Regions from separate parts of the Mus musculus genome. Here all the other regions are linked to region 2. Evidence: chromatin contacts called from public HiChIP or PLAC-seq data. All regions are on one chromosome and are shown on one strand. Each heading gives the region's core, a stretch centred on a gene start, on an enhancer-like site or on the middle of the called end of the contact. The rest is flanking DNA. Distances are from core to core; before and after follow the strand shown. Region 1 overlaps Tmem63a (transmembrane protein 63a). Region 2 overlaps Gm38664. Region 3 has its middle 13 kb from the start of Gm32767. Region 4 has its middle 11 kb from the start of Ccdc121. Region 5 overlaps Dnah14 (dynein, axonemal, heavy chain 14).

Region 1 (4,300 bases), core at 278-2,777, 260 kb after region 2:
TCCAGGTGTAGGCAAGCAATCCTGGGCTGCCAAGACCCAAGGCAACTTTGAATTATGATTTTACTCTTACCTAGTGCCTTCCGCCTCACCCGACTCCACTTAGGCTACATCTCCCCACTCGCCTCATACCCACGAAGAATCTCTGGCTTGCTCCCTTCTTTAAGACCACCCTGTAGGTCATTACGCTACTAATAAAGCTATCCCAGGGCACAGCTCATCTCAACACCTGTCTATGAAACCTACAGCGTCCTTTCTAAAATTTACCTAACACACTATACACCTGTGTTAAGCAGTGTGGCCTTGGTGACAAATGATTTTACCTCTAAGCACAGCTGGACCAAGCACTATCCTCTACTCTGACAAGCCACCTGGCTCTCCCCCCAGAGGTCAGCTCACACTTCTGCCCTTGTGCTTTGGTGCCCATTGGGCCCTCTGAATCAATCCAGACTGGCAAACAGTCACTGGCCAGGGCCACCCTGTGCCAAGCAGCCCCCAGAGTAGTGATGGCACCATCCAGACACCCACAAAGTTCAGACCTGTGGGAGAAAAGGCAGTGTGACTGGCTGGCTGGCTGGCTCAAGTAGCCAAGGGCCACCAGACCCTTGAAAAGAGGAATCGGGAGACCCTGCCTGGTCCATTGTTGTAAGGGGGCTGGAATGGAGGCAGGCCCAAATAGTTGGTCTGCCACAAGCCTGCTATGGCCCACACCTTTACCCAACCGTGGACTGCTAAGTCCCACCTTCCTTCTTGCTACCTTCCTTCTCATCTCAGCCTGCCCCCTAGGGCCCAACCCCAGGTCCCACTTTGGAAAAAGAGTGAGCTGCCCAAAACCGAAGAAATGGAGGGGCACCCTGTTCTCTCCGTGCCTGCCACTCTGACCTCTCATAATTCCAAGTTGCCCTTGACACTGCCCCTGCTATCTTGGACAGAGCAGACTTATCAGGTAGAGGCTGGAAGAATCCTGCACAGACGTGGAAAATCTGTACATAAACCCGGAAGAAGCATGAGAGGCAGGGTCTCACCACCAGCCCAGTGGGTACTTTATTAATGGTTCTCATGTCCCCACCTGCTGTGGGGTTACCCAGTCACAGCCCAGATTCAGGCAACATGATACAAAAACCCGGAAACACAGCAGGAGGCAGCTACAAACCAGTGGGCATGAGCCTGCTGCCCTGCTGCCATCAACAAGAACAAGGTATTCCCCGGTCCCTACAGCTAATCCATGGATCCCTGAAAAGGGACTGCAGGCAGGACAGTACTGTAGGGCCCCACATGGCCTCCATCTCAGACCCAACTGATGCGCTATTCATCAGCTTGCAGAAGGCTAAGCAGTGTTCCAGGGCTCAGAGGGACTAAGTCTTTCCTGGACGCATCTCCCCATCAACCAGAAGTCCCCAAATATGATCTCCCTAAAGGCAAAAGCCCAACACATGATCTTGGCCACAAACCACTAGGGACATACACCATGCTCACTACAGAGAGCATCCTGAGCAGTGTATGGGGGAATAAAAGTGCATATCCTCAGATGACCACAAGAGGGAGCTGTAAATGTTCCCCACACTGGGACCAGAAAAGAAACCTTACAGATGGCTCCCAGGGACAGCAGCCCCACCGGATGGATACCCTCAGCCCGGTTACCCAGAGCCCCACGACCCGCTGGTTTCCTCTTCTCACAATACGGGGGTTTTAAGCAGCAAAACCCTCAAGAGCCTGTCTGGGGCTCTAGCCCCTTGTGTCCCTCGGTATTCCTAGATGCTCCCAGCCTGCCAGACCAGCTTGTCCACTCTCAGGATTCCTGGTAGGCATAAGCCGCAGTGCCACTAGGATCTTGAGCCACGGGCTGCCCAGGAAGAGTCCCACTGATGTTACGGATGGCACCGTAGGTCTGCTGCTGCTGTGGGGATAACGCTGTCCTCTCTGAGGCCAAACCGTTCAGAATCCGAGGCACATAGGGCTGTCGGCAAAGGCAAAGAGTTAGATCTTGGATGGTGGCAAGCCTGACATCTCACATCCTGGTCATGCCCCACTACCCCTCTTTCTCCCAACGGGAGGACACATATCAAGAAATAGCATTCTCATGGGACATCTGGACCCAAAACAAGTCAACTTCTTTATTAGTACACTTCTCAGAAGCCAGAGCAAAATGGGAAGCCGTCTACAGCCCAGCTCTCATGACCATATGAAGAAATGAAGAGTGGCTTCCTCCAGTTCTCAGAGGAAGCACTCCTTCCTGGTACTGTATTCTGGGTGACTGTCTGTTTATTTGGGAACTGTCTGTCTGCCTGTCTGTCTATAGTATGTGTCTGTCAGCTATGCATCCCTCCCGGGCCCAGGGTGGAAATGAAGGTTCTAAGCTTCCTCATTGCTTGCTCTCCTTGCTGGCTGGCAGGGCCTGGGCCATGGCTGCCTCTGGGTAACTACACTCCTGAACACCTACTTATGGGGGGCTTGAGTCTTTTTGTTGTTGTTGTTTGTTTGTTTGTTTTTAAAATGTAACCCTGACTGTCCTGAAACTTGATCCTTAGACCAGGCTGGCCTCAAACTCAGAGATCCACTTGCCTCTACCTCATAAGTACTGGCATTAAAGGCGTGCTCCGGCACTCCCCAGCTTTGAAGAGTCTTTTCCCTAGGGAGGTAGCGGCTGGAAGGCCTGAGGCTGAGGAGGCCAGTCAGAGTCCTACCCTCACTTCTGTTAGGATGAGCAGAAGTTACCACTCTACCATCTGGGGCTCAAGAGCCACACCCTACCCTGAGGGAGCATCCTGGAGGATAGAGTCAGGGAAAGCCAGGAAGAAGACGGGCCTTTCCAGCCTGGCAGAACTGTTCCAGCACATTCTTATGGCTTCTCTGGGTGGGAATCATGCAACCAGCATGACAAACAGTAACCACCATGGGGACGGAAACACAGATAGCAGCTTACTGTGAATGGCGGGGGCACGTGGGCCTCGGCTTCGCTTCCTTTGTCACTAGCTGATTCTTCTGTCTGTGGACAACAGCAGATACAATGACGAACAGAGCCAGTCTCTCCGAACTAAGGTCCCCCAAACAAACAGACCAGTAACCCAGCAGAATAATAGGAGCAGCCGGCACCAGGCTCCCAATGCAGCCCAACTGAGACACGGGGCGGGGGGGGGGGGGGGCTGGAATAGGGGAGGGAGGGAAGGGAGGGAGGAAGCCACAACACACCCCACTCCCAAAGCTGGGGGCAACTGGTACTCCATTCACACACACGGGGATGGGGAAAAAGAGAGCTGCGCTGTCCAGCCTGAGGCGTGTCGGACCATCCGGTACCTTGTAGTTCCATGGGCTGAGGTGCTTGAAGCATCCAAAGCAGGTGTACAGCAGGCAGGCCAGGATGGTGAGCAGAACAACCAGGAAGGTGAAGAGCGTGGCCGGGGCCGTCAGACCTGGGAACATACGCGCAGTCTTGAGGGAGGCTGGCGCTTCCTGTTATGCTTGCTCTGGTGAGGAAGGGGCCAGGCCTGGTGTCCAGACTGTGGGTGACTTCCCCACAGCCCCCAGTCCTGCTCCTCATTCCAACTGCCAGAATAGTATCCTCACAGCTCAGAGCACACAACACAGGGTATATGGCCCACATGATGGCTAGACCCATCCCTGACTGGGTTTGAGACACTGGGATACCACGTAAGGAGCCCTTGACAGTGAGCTAGCTAGGACAGTTCCTGCCAGCCTCCAGAGCCTAAGGCTAGTCGGGATGGGAGTTCTCTGGGGCTGACTGTACAGTTTCATATCCTCTGGCTCAGAACTGACCCAGCAGCCCTCTCCTCCATGGGGATTTCCGGGGCTCTGTCACACCTGACCTAGCTCAGTAGCCCGGTTGTCAACACCACACCAAGCAGCCCTCACCTTGTTCTACCACACTGACACTGGGACATCAGCTAGTGAGCTGACTGGCTGGGGGGGGCGGGGGGGGGGGAATGGATGGATATGAGGCCTGGCACTGGGCACAGAGCAGAATGTCCCTCACCCAGACGGAGGAAGGAGAAAAAGAAGAGCCAGAAGAGGCAGAGGATGGGGGCGGCCAGGGCCTGGTTCACGGCGGCGAAGTGGATCCTCTTCTCCAGTTTAGCCGGGAGGTAAGCGAAGTAGAGGTTATGCCGGTCCACCATGTGCTTAAGCAGGATGTAGATGAGGCCTGCAAAATAGTGGCTGTGGTTAGGGCTGGAGAGCTGGCTCAGCGGTTAAGAGCATTGACTACTCGTCCAGAGGTCATGAGTTCAAATCCCAAAACCATCTGTAATGAGGTCTGATGCCCTCTTCTGGTGTGTCTAAAGACAGC
Region 2 (4,422 bases), core at 1,230-3,729:
CTCCTAAAAAAAGACTTCAAAGTCAGTAACTGTAAGAAAGCTAGCACACACAGATTTTACAGTGCGTGGCTGAGCTCCACCAGAGGGAGGCTCCAGCAGATACTTCAGTCATAAGTCATTATTTCTGCTCCTTTGCAAGTGTAGAGGAGAACAGAGAAACACTCGGCTACCGCATTGTCTGCTGTAATCAGGTTCAACTGCATGCAATAGGGAGAAAATCTAGTTGTTTATTTGCAAGGATTTACTCTCTTCACTTTTACCAGGATCAGGAGTAAACAGGCATTATTTGGCTGGCTCTTTGAAGTTATCAGGGTCTCTGTCTTCTGTCTTCTCTGGCATGTGACTTCCATCTTCAAGGTCACATGATAGCTGCGGAAGTTCTGTTCCGAGTGGCAGTAGGAAGCTGGGAGGGGGCTGGCTAAGGGAGGTGCCTGATCTCCCAGGGAGACCCAGGGAGGCTGCAAGTAAGGAGGGAGCAGAGACCTAGCCACCAGGCTTGCTGATTGCAGGCTCAGACGCAGGCAGGATCTGAAACAGCACAGTTCCGGGATGAGGACCTCGTCTTTGGATGCTTTTCTAAGGTTTTTCCTTCCCTGAAGAGCTAGCTGCTGCAGAGTCAGCATCTCTGCCTTGCTGTGGCCCAGCCTTCAGGATGGCGGTGAGAACTGGCGCTGGGAGCCTGCACTGATCCTCGGCCTCACATGCCTCACCCTCTCTGAACATGTGCAGCAAGTAGGCTGTGAGCACACAAAGCCACACTGTTTCCAGGCTATGGGCAGGAAAAGAAAGAAGACTTACCTATGACCATGTTCTTAAAATGTGTTAATGCATCCACACTCCCATAGGTGGGGTATCGTAGAGGGGCGGGTGGGCGTTGGTGGGAGGGTCAACAGTGAGGAGCTTCTTGTTGGCTTTCTGACCCCAGCACTCCCCAGAGCTGCTTTGTCCTGTTCAGCTCTGCAGTCCTCTGCTGCTGTTAGTGATTGAGACCAGAGTGGATTCAGCCGTACTTTGTTCCCTTAAACACTCCAGAGGCGTCTGAACACCAAACTTGGAGCCCTGGAAGGAACAATCCTAGACTTTGGGCTCGCCCAGAGTCAGCTCTTAACTGTAATTACTTGCCTTTGTTTAATATAGATGTTAGCTGGGTGTGGTGGTGCATACTTTTAATCCCAGCACCTGAGAGGCAGAGGCAGACAGATCTCTGAATTTGAGCCCAGGACTATATAGTGGGTTCCGGACACCCAGAGTTATGGAGAGAGACTTTGTGCCAAAAAAAAACAAACCCTAAAAAGCGGGGTCTGGAATGATGGCTCAGCGGTTAAGAGCACTGGCTGCTCTTACAGAGGACCCTGGGAGGATCCCCAGCGCCTACATATTTGCTCACAACCACGTGTACTTCCAGTTCTGTGGAATCTGACGCTCTCTTCTGACTTCATAGGTACCAGGCATGCACATGATACACATGTCCACATGCAGACAAAACACTCACAAACATGAAATAACAAACCTAAAAGAAAAGAATATATACATACATGCATACACACCACACACACACATACACACACATATAAATTGGTTTTTTGAGACAGGGCTTCTCTGTGTAGCCCTGGACTCACTTTGTAGACCAGGGTGGACTTGAACTTGTAGAAAGCCACCTGCCTCCACAGTGCTGGGATTAAAGGGCTGTGCCACCGTGCCAAGCACTAAGAAAACTGAAAAATAAGTTAAAATATATTTCAGAGAGAAGCACATATATAAAGCAAAATAAATCTTTCTCCATCCCACAGTAGTGCCCCTTGGAGATCATCAAAGAGTCTCTGGTTTATCTTTCCAGAATCTTCTACAAACATATATTTTGTCGATTGCATTTGCAAGAATTTTACTTATAAATAATTCACTTAGTAACAGTAATGACTGCTAATGTATAAGGTCCATCTTATTTATATTTATTGGAAGAAGAAAGCTAAAGCATCTAAAAATAATAAAAATGGACAAGTCTTCCAGAGTGCAGTTCTTGAAATGACCACCAGGCGTCAGAGCTGCCAGTCGGAATCCCGGAGCACTGGAAAGTTACAAGAGGGGCAGTGTCCATAGACCGCATGGGTGACTCCTCCCAGGCAGCTGCTTTGGCCCTTTGGCCCAGTGTCTCACTCGCTGGCTTAGAGGTGGTCTAGGAAAGGGATTCTCAGGAAAAACACCGGGGTGAACACCTAGCTGGCCTCCCTTGGGTCTCTAGAGAAGCTGTCTAACACTGTCAAACCTCTGTGAGAAATACAAATGTGGTCAGCCTTCCTGTCACTGCAAGGCTGCTTTTTTAAGTCAAGACCTTTCCTGTCCAAAGCTGGGGAACAGGAGGGGACTCCGCCATACCATCCTGTTTCAGGAGGAACATCCAGTTCTGGGTAGACAGAGCTCTGTGTAAGCAGGACACCAGCTCTTGCCACTTCCTAGTTGACTCAGCACACACTTCCTGTCCAGGCCCAGGCTGCCATCTCCAGATGCTGAGAAAGAAGTGCCAACCCCTGCAGGGAGCACAGGGGCACCCCGTTCACAACTCTCAGGCTGCTGTTCAAGGGAGTTAGTTACACTGCTGCTCTTCCTTGCTCCTCCTGACTGGCCATGGGTACCCCAGCTCTATGGAGCTGACACCTTGTGGGATATGGATCCTGGGAGCAAGCTTCCTCCTGCACCTTCCTAGATTGCCAGCATCCAGAGGGGGACAGGACAAAGAGAGGGTCCAGCATGAGAGACTCATCCTGGGAGGACACAGCGATCCCTGGAGGGGAACAACAGAAATGTCTCGAAGAGGCCGGCAAATCATTCCGCAGTGTCCCAGGGAGCATTTGTCTAGGGTTCCTTGGACCACATCCCACTTCTGGACCTGGGATGATGGAAAGATTCACACAGAGCTCAGACCCACTACACACTGCGGCAGGACTTTCTTCTCCAGATGCCTGTGGAAGGGGCAGGGGCTGGTGGGATGGGAAGGAGGATGTAAGAAGAGTCCTGCCCTTCTCGGGCAATGATACTTGAGACGTGACTTCCGTGCTTCCTGACAGGCAAGTTAAAGTGGTCTTTTTATGGGAACTGAGAGTCCGTATCTACTCAACTGGCATATCCTATAGAGGGCCGCATGAAGCAACCATAATTATTTTAGTCACTACACATTTTAAAAGCTATATACATAATTTAAAATGACACATCTGTGATGCCATACACATAGTAAAAATGCTGGTTATTATTAAAACATAGGTTCTATTCACAGTCAAATAAGATTACACCGGATGTTTGATGTCCCATACATAATGTATGAGCCAATGCTTCGTGTAATAATACAAAGGGGACACTTGCTTTGGGATGGACTTTAACTTACCATGCAGGATAGAAGCTGTGGCTTTGATGTGGCTTACAGAGGAATGGCAACAAGGTGCCCTCCCCTTTTGTGCTATCACATGGGACGTATGACGAGTGAGAGGAAGAACCTCCTATAGTGTGCCCCCCACTCCAGCCCTGACAGCGGGAGCTGAGAATGTGCTTCAGGCTGAGCCACTCCAGCTGCCCCCCAGCCCCCTGGAAAGCCGCACTTCAGTCACAAGCGCCACTTCACAGAACCATTCAAATGACAAGGGTTCCCCAGGCCAAGAGAGACTTCACAGGCCCCCCTGCACCTGAAACCTCCAGGCTACCAGATCCTGTGGAAAGGGAGCGATGGGTGCTGAGGAGAGAGGGAGGGTTCAGCCCCACCCTACTGAATCAAATACCTGCTTGCCCACCCTCTAAGTTACTCATGCTTCAGGCCTGTGAATCATCCAAGAGGTGGGCGGTCATGTTGAGTTTGTCACGTGTGGTATCCTAATGACAACAGTCCCATCCTCTGCTAATCCTTCCTTAAACGACTCCACCTCCAAGCCCCATGGTCAGCCAGGCAAAGGCCAGCTTTGCAACCTCCAAAGTTTCCTCTGCAGGGCCATGGGGTGTGTCCCTTCTAGAGAGTGAGTCAGGAAATTGCTGAGGTGAACATACAAAAACAGCACTTCCTGCATCAGACGCCAGCCTGGCACACAAGAAGGTCAGGCTAAACGCTCAGGTCACGAGCAACCCTCCCACACGGGCAGGTGGCCTTCTTCACCTACACCCAAACAGCTTCCGAGGTGGTGACAAATCGCTGTGCCTATTGCCCTGCAAACAATAGCGAGGGAGAAGGATGCTTTCCTCAGCAGGCAGGTCTCCTCGCTCAAGCTTTCCTGACCCGCCAGGAGAAAAGCAAACTGACTACAGCGATGGGGATCCAGAGGGTGGCTTCCCTCACTCCCCAGTGGCTCATTACATTTCAATTCTGTTCAATACAATGCAGATGGATTGTGTGTGTGTGTGTGTTTTTTAAACTTTACAGAGCCTCCTGGCTTTTATAAAGAGATG
Region 3 (4,166 bases), core at 1,279-3,778, 320 kb before region 2:
TCCTTCTCTTTGATGGGTGTGGAAGCATGAGTATTTTGTCAGATGAATTTACACACATCCATCCCTGCTACTATTACTTGACGTTTTTCACGTGAGCTGAAATGGAACCACGTGCTCAGCGGAGAAACATATGTCACCCAAGAACTCCAAGGTGCCTGCCTGGTCTCAAAGCACGTGTTCCGCTGAGATGTGGCTCAGAGATAAGAGAGTGCTTACCTAGCAAGTCAGGACCTAGAGGCCATCTTCTCACACAAACCCGAAACCAAACGAACCAAAGGAAACACCATGAAGTGGCTGCTGAGATAGATGGCTCAGGGTTGGAGCCTCCGCCGCTTAGGCATTTCTTCTTCTGCAGAAGCCAAGGGCAGTAGTTTGGCTGGGGCTGCCTTTGCTGGGCATTGGCTCAACCAAACGAACCAAAGGAAACACCATGAAGTGGCTGCTGAGATAGATGGCTCAGGGTTGGAGCCTCCGCCGCTTAGGCATTTCTTTTTCTGCAGAAGCCAAGGGCAGTAGTTTGGCTGGGGCTGCCTTTGCTGGGCATTGGCTCAGCTGATTGGTTGGACTAATCTAGACTGGTTTGGCTCGCTGTATCCTCTCATTCATCTCCTAGGGTAAAGGAGCAGCCACTGTCTGAGACATAGTATAGCCCTAATGTCCGAGTACCAAAACCTCAACAGAAACCAAAACACTCAATAACACAGGGTTGAGATTTGGTCTTATGCTATGTATTGTAAGTGCTGACCCGCGAGGCCTAGTTGCCCCAGAGACAAGAGAGTCCACTATGTAACCTTCTTTCTGATTGGTGAATAAAGATGGTGCGAGCCAATGGCTGGGCAGAAGAGACATGGGTGGGGCTTAGGGTCCCCGACTTGGGGTCAGAACCACAAAAGAGAGAGAGAAGTTGTTGAATGGAGAAGAAAGCTGTCATGGGATAAGAATCTTAAAATAATGGCCATGTGGGTTGGGTTGGCTAATTGGAGTTAAGAGCAGCCCAGAGGAAACATAGCAAATTGTGTATGGGATTATTGGCTGGGAAATAGATATAATAGCAAAGAAGATAGAAACCTGCCAAGCTCTTGTGCTGATTAAGGCTTGTTATAAATATGAAAGTTGTGTGAAAAAAGAAAGGTTGTGTATATCTTTTATCTGGGAACTAAATGGTCAAAGGTGGGGTAGAAACCCTTGATTAGGATTAAATATTTATATAACACACAGGAACCTTTTGCTCAAGTGCGACAAGCAATTCACTGGCCACAGAGCGTCAGGTGGCCATGCACAGCGTTATTCAACTTGTATTTCAGCAATAAACCTCTTACTGCAAACATTGCAGGGAGCCCACGCAGGGAGCCCCACACAGGGAGCCCACGCAGGGAGCCCCACACAGGGAGCCCACGCAGGGAGCCCCACACAGGGAGCCCACGCAGGGAGCCCACGCAGGGAGCCCACGCAGGGAGCCCACGCAGGGAGAGGGATTACTATATGGTATTGGCGGAAAACTCTAGAAACAAATCTAAATGTTCAGCAAGTGAAGTCCATAAAACAAAAAATACTATACTCATACAAGGAACCGCAATGAACTATGATCAATAGCTATAAAGGGAATGGGCCGCATCCACACTCAACTAACTTCTCAACTCGAAACCTGAAACTGTACTGTTGAGAGGAGAAATCAAGTTGATCGTATTGGTTACTGTAACATTTCAGTAACCTGCAAATGGGGAGAGGAGGACGGGAGAGGACGGAAAAAGAGAGAAGGAGGGAAACAGAGAGGGAGGAATTAAATCAATTTCTCGAGGCATTTTTGTTTTGTTTTGAGATCGTCTCCCTGTGTTGCCCATCCTGACCCATAGCTGTCTATCCTCTTGCCTTGGCTTTCTGAGTGCTAGGAACCATAACAGGCACACGCTACCATGCCTGGCTTGCGATGTCATTTAAAAGACACAATTCAGCCAACATGTAAAGTCCTCCACCCCCAATGCAGAAGTAAATGGATGCCTCTTTGGGACCCCAAAGTTCCTCAACGGGGAGCAGATATTAGAGATTTAGCCAAGAGAGATGATTGTGTTGAGTCACAGAAACCCCTGTCTGTAGCCGCACCCTCCTCTTCTTAGATATGACCGTCACATCCGTGGGTGTTCATCAGGGTGGTGAGTGGGTGTCGACCTTCTGAAGGCAGCTCTGAACTTTCCCAGTTCTCCAGCCAGCAGTGTAAGCTGCCATCTGTTCAGGGACACAGAGGCCCAGGTGCCAGGCATCCTCAAACCACACCCTCTGCTCTTCTTCTGGGTGGGGGTGGGGGTGTCTGAAAGCCCATTTTCTTCACGGGCTTTGAGAGCTCCTGTCCCCTGCAGCATATTACTAAATGCTCTCCGGGGAGCAAGGAGTGATAAACTTAGAAATCAGCCAGATCTCCCGCAGTGACTAAGGACTTAAAAGGAGGAAATGATTAAGGAATCACTGAGCTGTCTGAGGGACCAAGGAGTCCCTCCACCCTGAGTCACAGGGCATAAAAAGTTACATCATAGCCAGGGTTGACTTGCATAAGTGGGGATGCTGATGCCTGTCAGGGGACGGCTCTGCCAGGGGCAACACAGTAGTGGCACATGTGCCGAGGCTGCTCAACTGGACAGAGCTCTCCAAGTACCAGTGAGAAGCCTTGAAGTCACCCTCTTCCAGTGAACCTCTCTTTATGTCCTAAGAGTAAACATGACATGGCTGGCAAATGGACCGGGCAGCCCTGGGAAAAAAAGCAGCTGGTGTGGTTTTGCTGCCATCTGCCAAAGTCTGGAGTGCCCTCATTTGTCAGTCCAGTTCTCTGGCTGTCTCTGCCTTGCTGTCCTGGCAGCTAAGTAGGCTGTGACTCTCCCTCCCCCTCCTTACACAGCTCTTAGGCTCCTGCTGTCCTGCTCTTTCTGTTTCAGTCCCTTGGTTCTAGCAGTATCCTGCTGGGACTTGAATTCCCATGTCCTCTAAGCTGCACAGGGCTGGGACAGGGGGTTGGAGGTTTCTAATGTACAGATAAAGTTACTAAGGTTTCTGGCTTTAGGTGTCACCTAGAAGGCCTCCCTGATTACTTAACTCCTTTCTCCCATGGCAGTACAAGAACTGATCCCATAAAAGAACTTGTCAAAAACCAGGAGGAAAAGCAAGCTAGGCTCCCTCTGGTTCACCTCCAATAGCAGTGACTGCAGGATATCCTAAGCCTGACTCCCAGGCACTAAGGATGGAGGAAGTAATACCTACTTTAGAGAGGGGCAACAGCAAGTCAGGAAATAAAGTCAAGCTGCAGAGGCCACAGGACAATCCCTTGTCCTCCACTCCCCAAAGATGCCTCCCTAGTGAAGGTCCTTATTACCCTGCACAGCAAGTGGGACATCAGCCAGCAAGGACTTTACTAGCTCATTTTCTCTGTGCTAGCATAAGAAAGAGTGCAACTTGCTGGCTGAAATGGCAAAAGGGAAATAAAAACATGCAAGCAAAGAAGGAAGCAAAGAAGGAAGAGAGGAGGGAAGGAAGGAAGGAAGGAAGGAAGGAAGGAAGGAAGGAAGGAAGGAAGGAAGGAAGGAAGAAAGGAAGAGAGGGAACAAGGGAGGGAGGAAAGAAGGGAAGAAGGGAGGAAAGAAGGGGGGCAGGAAACACTTCATCTCAGATTCAAAAGTGCTTTTGACCCCTTGTGGCTCCAAGTCGCTCCATCATAGCAGCAACCACAGCCTTGGCTTTGCTGTGAAACTTTGCAGCCAGAAACTGGATCCACCCATCCTCTGGCCGTGGATAGACCCAGCTTTCTCACCAGCCTTGCAGGGAGAAAGTGAGAGGCCTCTACAGTTATCCACACAGAATCTCCCTTCCTTGCAACCTGTTCATCAAATCCACAACTCCTTTGGGTTTGTCTTCTAAGAAGAACCACATGGGTTTACTCCCTGCTGTCTAAAGAGCTCCACTTCCCAATGGCAAAAGCATGCAGGGTTGCTGGACAGGGTGGCCATGCAGAGGTGAGGAGCTGAGAGGGGATAGAGGGAGCTAAGATTCAATGTGGATTCTTTTCTCTACATCCCCTGCTGAGATTTCCTTGGCATCTTGGTAGCACAGGGAGGCAAAGTTCCAGCCAGGCTGAGAGTAAGGAAGAGGGATTAATGCCTGTGGTGGTCAGCTTCCCGATAGTG
Region 4 (4,277 bases), core at 1,328-3,827, 290 kb before region 2:
TGGTCTTTGCATCTGTGTTAACTGTTCACGATGGCCGTCTTGCCTTGGCCTGCAATAGGCTGGCAAGCCCTGAAGCCACCCCCAGGGGACAATAGGGCCTCCTCTGTGCCAAGGCCTTTCAGGGTGAGAACAGACTGAGAGGTGACAGTTGAGTGTAGCTAGCCTGTGGGTTGGAAGCCCCTGCAGTGAGCAGCAGGGCTCAGCAGCCACCTCAGTGCCCTGGGATGAGACAGTGGCCATACAAAGAAGACAAAGGAACAGCATGCCGCTATAAAAAAAAAAAAAAAAAAAAGACTAGAGGAGATCTTACAAAAAATGATTATGAATGGAGTATTTCCAAGGTTACAGTGCCAGGAGGGAAAAAAAAAGGCAGAGGGCAACAAAGTTTATAAAGTGGAGCCTTTTATAGATAAGAAAGGCCCCAGACTCGCCTGCTTCCCCTGCAAGAGAAGCTACAAGAAGGACAGCTGGAAAAGCAATTTATTAACAAGGTGGGTGTGTTGGGGTGGAGCACCTGGGCAGTCACATGGGGTAGAAAGACCTTAAGGGAAGAAGGGCCCTGTACTGAGTCTATTGTTTGTGTAGTTTGGGACTTCAGAGCATATCATCATCATCATCACCACCACCATCATCATCATCGTCATTGAAATCGTCAAGAGCAGGAGTCAGTTTGGGGAGGGGTTTGGGGGGGCAGTTCAAAATGGGACAGAAGCAGAGACAAACAGTCCTAGTTATTCTGCAAATAAAAGAATGACAGTTAAAAGAGCAGGACCCAAAGCAAACATACTATCTGTTTTAAAGAAATGTGGACAGGTAGTAGACCAGTGGGTCTCCACCCTCACAGAGGTTGCATATCAGATATTTATATTACAATTCGTAACAGTAGCAAAATTACAGGTATCAAGTGGCAAGGAAGTAATTTTAGGGTTGGAGTTAAAGGGTCGCAGCATTAGGAGGGTTGAGAACCACTGTCATGGACTATCGGCTGAGACCACGCTTCTGAAGTTGTTCCCAATGTTAGCACTACCTCAGGTAGATTCTAAGCCTGACCAGGTAACAGCATGAGTTGCAGGAAATAAAAAAGCCATCTCTCTCACAGTAGGTGAAGATGCTTACAGGAAGTCAAGGGGCAAGCAAGGCTGGTGTGTGTGCACCCTGTGGTCTGCTTTGGAAAGGTGTGGACTTGGGTTCAGTGGTGGCCAATACGCATTCCCAAGCGTTTCCGAAGTAGCCGTGTGCACAGGCGTGTGTGGGGTTCATGTGAACACAGACAGGATGATTAAACAAGGGCGGAAGTCTAAGTGGAGGGCACATGAGAGAATTCTTTGTGCCATGTGACTGAAGCCTGAAATTATTTTAAAAAGAAACATTATTAGTGGCTCACATTAACAATGAAGGCGCCTTAAAAATTATTTTTTTTCCATTCAAACTGTTGCAATGAAGTCTCTAAACTGACAAACATCACGGGGGCTTTAGAATTAGGGTATAATGTGCTTCACTCTGCACCATTTTGACATCCTAAAAAATCCTTGATAATAAACCATAAAATTCTCCTGTCAGTCAAAGGATCATGGAGACTCGCTGCTGAAAGGGACTCAGAACAATAGGTGTAGCTTCTCTTTTTCTGGAATACCTTCCAGACTCTCATTTACAAATAATTGACACCAACTACAGCTTAAACAACAACAACAACAGAGGTTATAGTGCCCAGCAAACACCTAGCCGCCTATCACAGACGGCAGGCAGGAAGGGACACAATAAGACTTCATAGCATCACCCACCACCTGAACCCAGCCCTGCCACCATGCTGTGACCCAGGGAGCTGTGCGATCTGTCTCTGAGACCTTGTGTCCTGGGGTCTTGTTTGTTCCTCTCAGATCCTGGGGCTCTGCTCCCCAGGGCTGTCTCGCTCAGAGACTGATGGGAAGTTGTTTATTCTTGTGCCTTAAATTTACACAAGGCAGCAGCTACCTGGCCAACATGGCTCAGGTGGCTAGCTCAGGTCCAATAAACTCTTTTTGTTCTCCAAACTGGACCCTCTCTGCAGACAGATTAAGTGCAATTTCTGCGCATAATCGCCAAGGGGCTTGAGAGTCTAAAGCGTAAACATAAGCTATGAACCCCAGGGTGAAGACTCTGGTTAAGGGAAATTAGTTTGGTTGTTGCTGCTTGCTAGCTCCACCTCTCTCCACCCCTCTTAAGGAAGGCACAGGGAAGTGAGTCATGAGGCTCTGTACAATGTCTACCTGTGTTCATATCCCACTGGCACGCCTTACACCCTGACTGTAGCAGAATGCTCCTCGGATACAGGCAAAGCAACAGCAATTACGCTTTGTGTTTGATTTCCAATTGACGGCAGCAGCCACGTCTCTTCATTAACCATGCCTGCACACCCCTCAAAGCACGGTGCCCACCTGCAGTGGCAGCCAACAGTGTCTCCATGAATTGTTAAACTGTATCAATTGCTGCTGCTGCCTCCGCACTTGCCACCCACGTCATCCTCTTAAGCCTAGTGCAGATTCTAATCTCTCTTTCCTCCTGGATGCTTTGACATCAAAACCAAAACAACTTCTCAGCCTCTCTTTTCCAAGTCTCAAATAACCTTCTCCCACACCACCCTGAGCTGCATGCTTTGGTCAGGATTCTGAGTCACTAAAGCAAATAAGAAACAGAAATAGAACTCCAATTGACTTGAAAGAGAGAGACTTGCTAGCATATTGCCAAAGTATTAGCTTACAAATCTGAAACCGTCCCAAGGAACAGACCTGATGTTAGATAAGACTACACTCAGGGACTCAAACTAGGGCATCCAGACCAAACCCACAGCCAGCTCTCTTCTCTTCAATCCATGCCTTATTCAGACAGAACTGATCAACAGTGTGTTGACCTCCTGCCTCATCTGGTCCATATCCACCCTTTAGCATCCCTATCAGAGGCATCACCTCTCTGTTCTGATGGTTCGAGAAATGGAAGTCTCATATGCAGCCCAGAGCCAATCACCGTGGCTGGAGAGAGTAAGGGTACTCACTGGTCAGGCAGAGGTCACATGGGCACCTGGAAACAACTTCCTATCCTTGGAAGCGCCATCCATCCAACTAGAACTATGTGGGACGAGAGGTGGCTCCTCAGCAGAGCACCAGACCTCCTGGCCAGAGCGGGAGATAAGAGTATACGCTGAAGAGCAGGGTATATACTCTTATCTCAGTTTCTACTGCTATTTTCTTTTCCTCCATTTTCTTCCTGGAATTGTAGTTTTGTGATAGCTTTTGACACCCCAAAGCAGAGACAGCGACATTGGATCCCAGTACAGACCTTCTTCCAGCATTAGCCCTACTTTGTGTCAAGCATGTCTCAGAGGGATGATGCTAGAGTGGGAGTCCATCTTAACAATATAGGCGCCCATGGCACAGACAAGAACACAGATGGATTTGCCACTTTCATGTTACTGTTAGTGGGTTAATACCATCATGTTAGTGTTAGTAGGTTAATGCTATCATGTTACTGTTAGTGGGTTTGATTTATTACTTTGAAAGATAGCCCCGCCTACTATAAGTGGGCTTTATAGTTTGTGACTCAGGAAACAAGACCATCTGCTCATAATTAAAGATAATTAGAAGGAGTAGGAAAGTAAACTAGGATTTTTTTCTAGAATCTCACAAAAGAGATTCTCACATTCTACTCTTTTTTTTTTCCTCCTCAAACATCAGCCAATGATGTTGAGTTGAATCACTCCTTCTGAAAGCCTTAAAGGAAAATAACTCAACTTCCTTTCCCAACTCTATTAAATGCTATCACTCGCTCTGCCTGCTTATAATAGTATCCATTGAGCAAATGAGATAATGTGTGTCATGCCCTTTAAAAATTACAACTCAAAAGCAAGCGATAGGATTATTAAACAACAATTAAAGCCATTTACCAAGCAACCCAACAACTATTTATAAAATACACACTGTTTTCAAGCATCAGGGCATTTGCAAGGGCTATAGAACCAGCATGGCTTCTAAAGCAGTGCCTTACCAACAGACTATGCAAACCATTACAGCAGCAGGAGCTTAGCAGCTGGGTGTACCTCAGTCACCCGGCATCCTGAGAGGGGGTCTCCCAGAAGAGAAGGGTATTTCAGACCAGCCTCTAAGAAGGGGTGCTGTATTGCCAGGTGGAACAGGGGGGCAAGGATGTGCCTGAGCAGTAGAGAGAATGCTGGCAAGCCCCTGAGATTCCCAAGTGCCTTCCTGATGGCTGCTTATCCATCTCTGCCCCGCACGGCCATATCCGTC
Region 5 (4,656 bases), core at 1,353-3,852, 390 kb before region 2:
TGGAATGGCCACCCTGACCGTTTATACAATAGACTCTCCAGTCAGTGGTCCTCTTTGATTGTGTTTACTGATTAGGTGTTATTTTCTCTACTTTGCATACAAGGAACCAAGTCTCAGATTAGTCTAAGATTAGGTATGTGCTAAGTTACAGAACTGCAATTCAGTGACCATCAGAGAAAGCTCTCCTTGCAATAGATGGCAGTTAACACCGAGATCCACAAAGGGTCACGGTGGAAAGCATGAGGAACTGTAAACGCTGATCACTATGTGGGACACCCATCACAACCCTTTCCTCAAAGCTTGGAGTTTTAGAGGTGAGGGGGCAGGGCTAGTGGGTGACTTCAGAGAAACGGTGTTTTCTGGACACAACAGGGCAGGTGCATCTACATCCCCCAGGGGCTGTAACAGAGTGCACAGGCCTGTACAAGGCCAAGCCTAAGGACACCTCAGCATGGAGAGGGGAGGTAGGCAGGCAGGAAGTCCCACCCCTAGCTAGGGAGCTACCAGTATTTGTTAGCTTTTGGAAGAGGGAAAGTCGGTTTTCTTTAATGGTTCCATCCAGAGTAGGCTCTAATTCCCAAGAGTTGCTGGGCAAAGCAGACTGGACCTTGACGGATTTAAGAGGGAGGGGAGGAGAAAATATAAATTTGTGGAGTAGGGATGTGGGGTGGATATCTGGGAGAACTTGGGGAAGGGGGTGAAAAGTATCAAATTAATTGTATGAAATTCTCAAGGAATTAATAAAAACATTATTTGGGGGAAAATGAATGAATATAACTTTAAGAGATGGTAAGAGGAGGCTCTTAAAAGATAACTCTATTGATGCATTGCATTGCCTAGCTTCCTAGCCCCATAATGGGCATGTTGCCTTCTTCTGCCCTGCTGTCTAACAGGATGTGACATTAGAGATGCTTAGGGAAAGGCACACTGTGAGCTCAAAGCAGCCAGTATTCCCAGCGACTGTTGCCTGTGCCCTGGACTACTTGCTGCTGGGCCCTACTTGCCCTTGGGGGTTGGAGGTGAGGTAGCACAGAGTCAACAACACAGACTCTGGGAGCAGGTGGGAAATGTCACAGCAAGCTCATCTGAGCACTGCTGCAAGCTCCTTTAATACCCTCCACCAGTGCCCCATTCATCCCAAGAAAGCATCTCTTCTAAACAGCAGTTCCTGATTGGCTGGCATTGGCTGGCACCACCAATCCTTGGTCTCTCAGGCAGTCCTAAATTAGGTACTCCTGTAGATGTTTTTTTGTGGCTACGTGGCCCCCGGTGTTTATATATAGGTGGCCCTCCCTACCGTCCCTGCTACAAGTCACTATGTGGGCACTACTACTTCCCACAAGAGAAATTAGTTCTAACTTGTGTAGGCGACAGCTCTGTTGCTGTTGCTGTTGCACGTGGGAGTCATGTGCAACTGAATCTAGCTACATTAACTCCTGCCTGCAATATCCTGCCTGTCAACTCCGCTTCCACGCCACTGGCGCTTCTCCTTTTGCAATTAACATCTTTCTTGAAAATTATTCCTGGCCCACTCAAGCTCTGTTCGCTACTTTGGATAAGGTTTGATGCAACATTAGACTTGGTATGTGTGAGAATGCTGCTATCCTCTCACAGTTATACTGCAGAGGCACAGTCGATGGGCAGCTTGTAACTTTGGGTTTAAGAAGTATTGGAAGTCTGGCTGGATAAAGAAAAAAAAATGATAGCTGTTATCATAAACTCTGGTCTTGAAACCTGTCTTGGGTACTATGGGAGGATGCTGGTACAGGCAACAGCTAGGATACTGGGATCCATATTTGTTCTACAAAGCAGACAAGCCATAGCCTAGTGAGTCTATGGGGAACAATGATGTCAGACAATGATGTGCGTTATAAAGCCAAAAAAAAAAAAAAAAAAAAAAAAAAAAAGAGATGGGCAGTGACATGGGGCGCAGTCTTCCACGTAGTTACAGAAAGTTCTAAAGGAAGTGATATTTAATAAAACACACATGTAAGTGCTGAGGAGGGACTGAGTTGGGTAAAGTACTTGCAAGTGTGAGGACCAAAGTTTGCATCTCCATAAACTACACAAGAGCATGCATGTCTATAATCCCAGGAGTCCTACGGCCAAATCAAGTGGAGAAGAATTTCTGGAAGCCCAAGGGCCTCTAATCTGGTTTATGTGATACAAACAAGAGACACTGTGTCAAACAACTCCTGAAGTTTGCCTTTTGACCTCCACATGTTATGGCAAATGTATGTGTCACATTCACATACAGAAATGCACTTATACACAGATAAAGACTAAACACAAAAACAAATGTAATCACAGTACTTTGGGATTTTCTGAGTATAATACTTATATGTATTTTTGATTGTATATCATCAAGTTATAATCTAATCTGAAATTTTCTTATGAAAAGGTGTACCTGCTTGTATTATGAATGCTAACTATGCTCCCCCAAAAAACTGTTTGCACGATAGGGTCTGCACATAGCTTCTGGGAACCTGCCCTCAGTTAGCTCTGACTGGTAAATAAAGAAAGCAGCAGCTGAGAGCTGGGGAGGACAGACAGAGGCGAGAGCTTGGCGTTTCCTGGGCTTGGGACGGGAGGAGAGGAAGGGGAGATGGCTTAGGAGAGTGTGGAGGGAGGAGAGACAGAGTCTGCCATGGGGTAGAGAAGCAAGGAGAGCACCCAGATGTCTAATTGGAGTGAAGAGTAACCAAGATGGAACATAAGAATTAATAAGTGGTAACTAGGAATTACTGGCAGAGGTAGGTTCTTGTTGGGGCCCCAGAAGCCTCTGGAATCTTGTTCCAGGGCCATTATCTAACACTCTTTTGCTTCTTCCACTATCTTGCTTCCGTTTTGTAATTGACTCAGGACATTTACAATGTGGGGCATTCCTTTCCCTTTACAATGAGGGCACTCCTTTCTGGACCTTTTACAATGGGGACATTCCTTTGACCTTAGTGTGTTACCTAGCACTGTGGTTTGGCCTGTGTACCTGAGCAAATTCTGTTTGCGGTTTTCAGCTTTAAAAAGCCCCCCATCTCCCCTGAGTAAACGAGGCTTGAACAGAATTTTTGTCTTGCATCCTTCTTTTGTGTCTTCTAATCCCAAAATTTGTTGTTGTAGCTCCCTTCCCTCGAGAATCCTGTTGTTTAAACAAGTCCTGCAGGTTGGGGCAGGTTCTCGCAGCGTGGAGGCCAGCTATTGTGCTGCTTAAGGCATATAAAAATATAAAGGCTGTGTATGTGTGTCTCACTTGGGAACATAAATGTTTGAGGTGGGAAGTGACCCCCCCCCCTTCAAGCTGGGATTCATTAATAATTAATTCAACAAAAAAGAGGAAAAAAATAAAGACTTACTTCTAATAGATTTGCACTTTTTTCCTCAATGGTACATTGTAACAGGTTGTAGCTCATTTGTATGATGCCATCAACATATGGTAAGCATGCTAATTGATAATCCAGACTATTCACATAAAAAATTCCAATACGTATCTCAATAGTCATGGTCACGATTTGCTTTAGGTAGCTTCTGAATTTATGTATTATTCTTTTAAACTCGATGGATGTCAAGTTCGTCATGAATGGCAGTTTTGTAGTCATGACTTTGGCCTTTTCTACTATGTAACAATATTTCAGAAACCTGCAGCTGTAGTCGCTAACCAAGCCCACTGAATTACCAATAATAGTCAGCAGAGTCACAATCTGTGAATGAAAACGTCAAGATGGTTAGCATGTTCCACCTGGAAATAGAAGCCTTACTAAAAGCTTTTATCTGCATTGTTGGGCAAGCTGATGGTTACTGTCAAATGATGGTCTTTGTACAATTCATTCTGTTTAGAACTGGAATTAAATATTGCCATATGTTGGAAACAAGACTAAGAAAAATAGATAACATGACTTTCATGCAAAGGTTACTCAGATATTTAATTTGTAATCAAGGTATTATTTTGAACTATGTCCTAGAGAGACCAACCATCTAGCTCACTGCCTGTCGTCCGACTTTCTCCTCACACAGTCCCAGAGCAGGCTGGGCCTGTGTATTTCTGATTTCACTTAGTTCCTAAGACATAGTTTATCTGGTTAGGACAGAGTTCGGACACAAGCTGAGATAGTTATATTCTACTGTGAATTTGGACAAAAAAAAATGCATTTAAGTGGTTAGGGAAGGGCTGGAAAATGGAAAACCAACATCTTGGCAAACCAAAGTCATGAAAGAACCGCAGGGAAAAAAACTCCTTTCCACAGTGGAAACATGAAAAACCGTGGTAAGTGGAGCCCAGAGACCACAGGGGAGACAAACTGGAATGATGCTAGGATGCTCTGAAGGTTTCCATACATCACGTTCATGTAATAATTGCACTAGGGTTCTGCTTCCTTACCAACCACTTCCAAGATGTCTGATCTCGAAACTTACTTTGTTCTGGTAGTCAGTGTCTGTGTCAAAGAGGATATAGAAATCTGGCCATCGGGTCTGCTTCTTATATTTGACTACACTTTTTGTTTTTGTCTCATTAGATAAATCCGGAACTGAAACCAAATCAACAAGGATAGACAGGCGAGGATCTTGGTGCAAAGGGATGATTGTGGCTGGAACAGGACATTGAACAGTTAGGATTTTCAGATGCCTCTCAGAAGCAACACTTTAAAAATCAGCCATAACATG

The links. HiChIP or PLAC-seq counts read pairs in DNA pulled down with a chosen protein or histone mark.
Region 1: an H3K4me3 HiChIP or PLAC-seq map of the 230-238 cell line shows a contact between it and region 2, with 13 read pairs. The contact joins two enhancer-like sites. A contact is called at or near these places in 16 of 484 Hi-C or Micro-C datasets (the HL-1 cell line, brown adipocytes, cerebellum and 8 more), 8 of 115 datasets of contacts at active chromatin or transcription factors (the 230-238 cell line, the HPC-7 cell line, embryonic stem cells and 3 more) and 1 of 9 other capture datasets (embryonic stem cells).
Region 3: a contact with region 2 is called in a FOXA1 HiChIP or PLAC-seq map of pancreatic cancer cells. The contact joins two enhancer-like sites. A contact is called at or near these places in 12 of 39 promoter capture datasets (the 3T3-L1 cell line, 3T3-L1-derived adipocytes, HPC-7-derived erythroid cells and 8 more), 1 of 15 datasets of contacts at CTCF or cohesin (the NIH/3T3 cell line), 1 of 484 Hi-C or Micro-C datasets (cerebellum) and 10 of 115 datasets of contacts at active chromatin or transcription factors (acute myeloid leukemia, bone marrow-derived macrophages, embryonic basal ganglia and 4 more).
Region 4: a FOXA1 HiChIP or PLAC-seq map of pancreatic cancer cells shows a contact between it and region 2. The contact joins two enhancer-like sites. A contact is called at or near these places in 9 of 39 promoter capture datasets (the 3T3-L1 cell line, 3T3-L1-derived adipocytes, the SN4741 cell line and 5 more) and 1 of 115 datasets of contacts at active chromatin or transcription factors (pancreatic cancer cells).
Region 5: a contact with region 2 is called in an H3K27ac HiChIP or PLAC-seq map of embryonic stem cells, with 5 read pairs. The contact joins two enhancer-like sites. A contact is called at or near these places in 6 of 39 promoter capture datasets (the 3T3-L1 cell line, 3T3-L1-derived adipocytes, cranial neural crest and 3 more), 1 of 15 datasets of contacts at CTCF or cohesin (the NIH/3T3 cell line), 1 of 484 Hi-C or Micro-C datasets (the Ba/F3 cell line) and 4 of 115 datasets of contacts at active chromatin or transcription factors (embryonic stem cells, pancreatic cancer cells and trophoblast stem cells).

The regions. Positions count from the first base shown.
Region 1 is chr1:180,971,823-180,976,122 of GRCm38.p6, reverse strand. Tmem63a (transmembrane protein 63a) reads right to left here. Exons shown (of 23, transcript NM_144794.2): 20 at 3,989-4,156; 21 at 3,292-3,407; 22 at 2,921-2,983; 23 at 1,019-1,954. The coding sequence ends at 1,787. Among named protein-coding and RNA genes, the nearest start is that of Tmem63a, 31 kb to the right of the region's middle. Within about 2 kb of position 1,527, at least 50 of the 459 cell types and tissues checked have an H3K27ac peak or open chromatin away from gene starts, as enhancers often do. A contact at or near this core is called in the 230-238 cell line, cerebral cortex, cortical glia and 1 more, where this site is marked.
Region 2 is chr1:181,230,513-181,234,934 of GRCm38.p6, reverse strand. It overlaps Gm38664, which reads right to left. Exons shown (of 6, transcript XM_011238899.2): 3 at 2,653-2,779; 4 at 2,374-2,525; 5 at 1,620-1,715; 6 at 1-973. The coding sequence ends at 813. Among named protein-coding and RNA genes, the nearest start is that of Wdr26, 21 kb to the right of the region's middle. Within about 2 kb of position 2,479, at least 252 of the 459 cell types and tissues checked have an H3K27ac peak or open chromatin away from gene starts, as enhancers often do. A contact at or near this core is called in the 230-238 cell line, the SN4741 cell line, acute myeloid leukemia and 7 more, where this site is marked.
Region 3 is chr1:181,551,308-181,555,473 of GRCm38.p6, reverse strand. No RefSeq gene overlaps it. Among named protein-coding and RNA genes, the nearest start is that of Gm32767, 13 kb to the right of the region's middle. Within about 2 kb of position 2,528, at least 113 of the 459 cell types and tissues checked have an H3K27ac peak or open chromatin away from gene starts, as enhancers often do. A contact at or near this core is called in acute myeloid leukemia, bone marrow-derived macrophages and pancreatic cancer cells, where this site is marked.
Region 4 is chr1:181,519,846-181,524,122 of GRCm38.p6, reverse strand. No RefSeq gene overlaps it. Among named protein-coding and RNA genes, the nearest start is that of Ccdc121, 11 kb to the right of the region's middle. Within about 2 kb of position 2,577, at least 47 of the 459 cell types and tissues checked have an H3K27ac peak or open chromatin away from gene starts, as enhancers often do. A contact at or near this core is called in the SN4741 cell line and pancreatic cancer cells, where this site is marked.
Region 5 is chr1:181,621,732-181,626,387 of GRCm38.p6, reverse strand. It overlaps Dnah14 (dynein, axonemal, heavy chain 14), which reads right to left. Exons shown (of 87, transcript NM_001377039.1): 17 at 4,408-4,580; 18 at 3,351-3,695. It overlaps Gm33612 (a long non-coding RNA gene), which reads left to right. Exons shown (of 3, transcript XR_373757.4): 3 at 4,509-4,656. Among named protein-coding and RNA genes, the nearest start is that of Gm33612, 3.2 kb to the left of the region's middle. Within about 2 kb of position 2,602, at least 36 of the 459 cell types and tissues checked have an H3K27ac peak or open chromatin away from gene starts, as enhancers often do. A contact at or near this core is called in embryonic stem cells, pancreatic cancer cells and trophoblast stem cells, where this site is marked.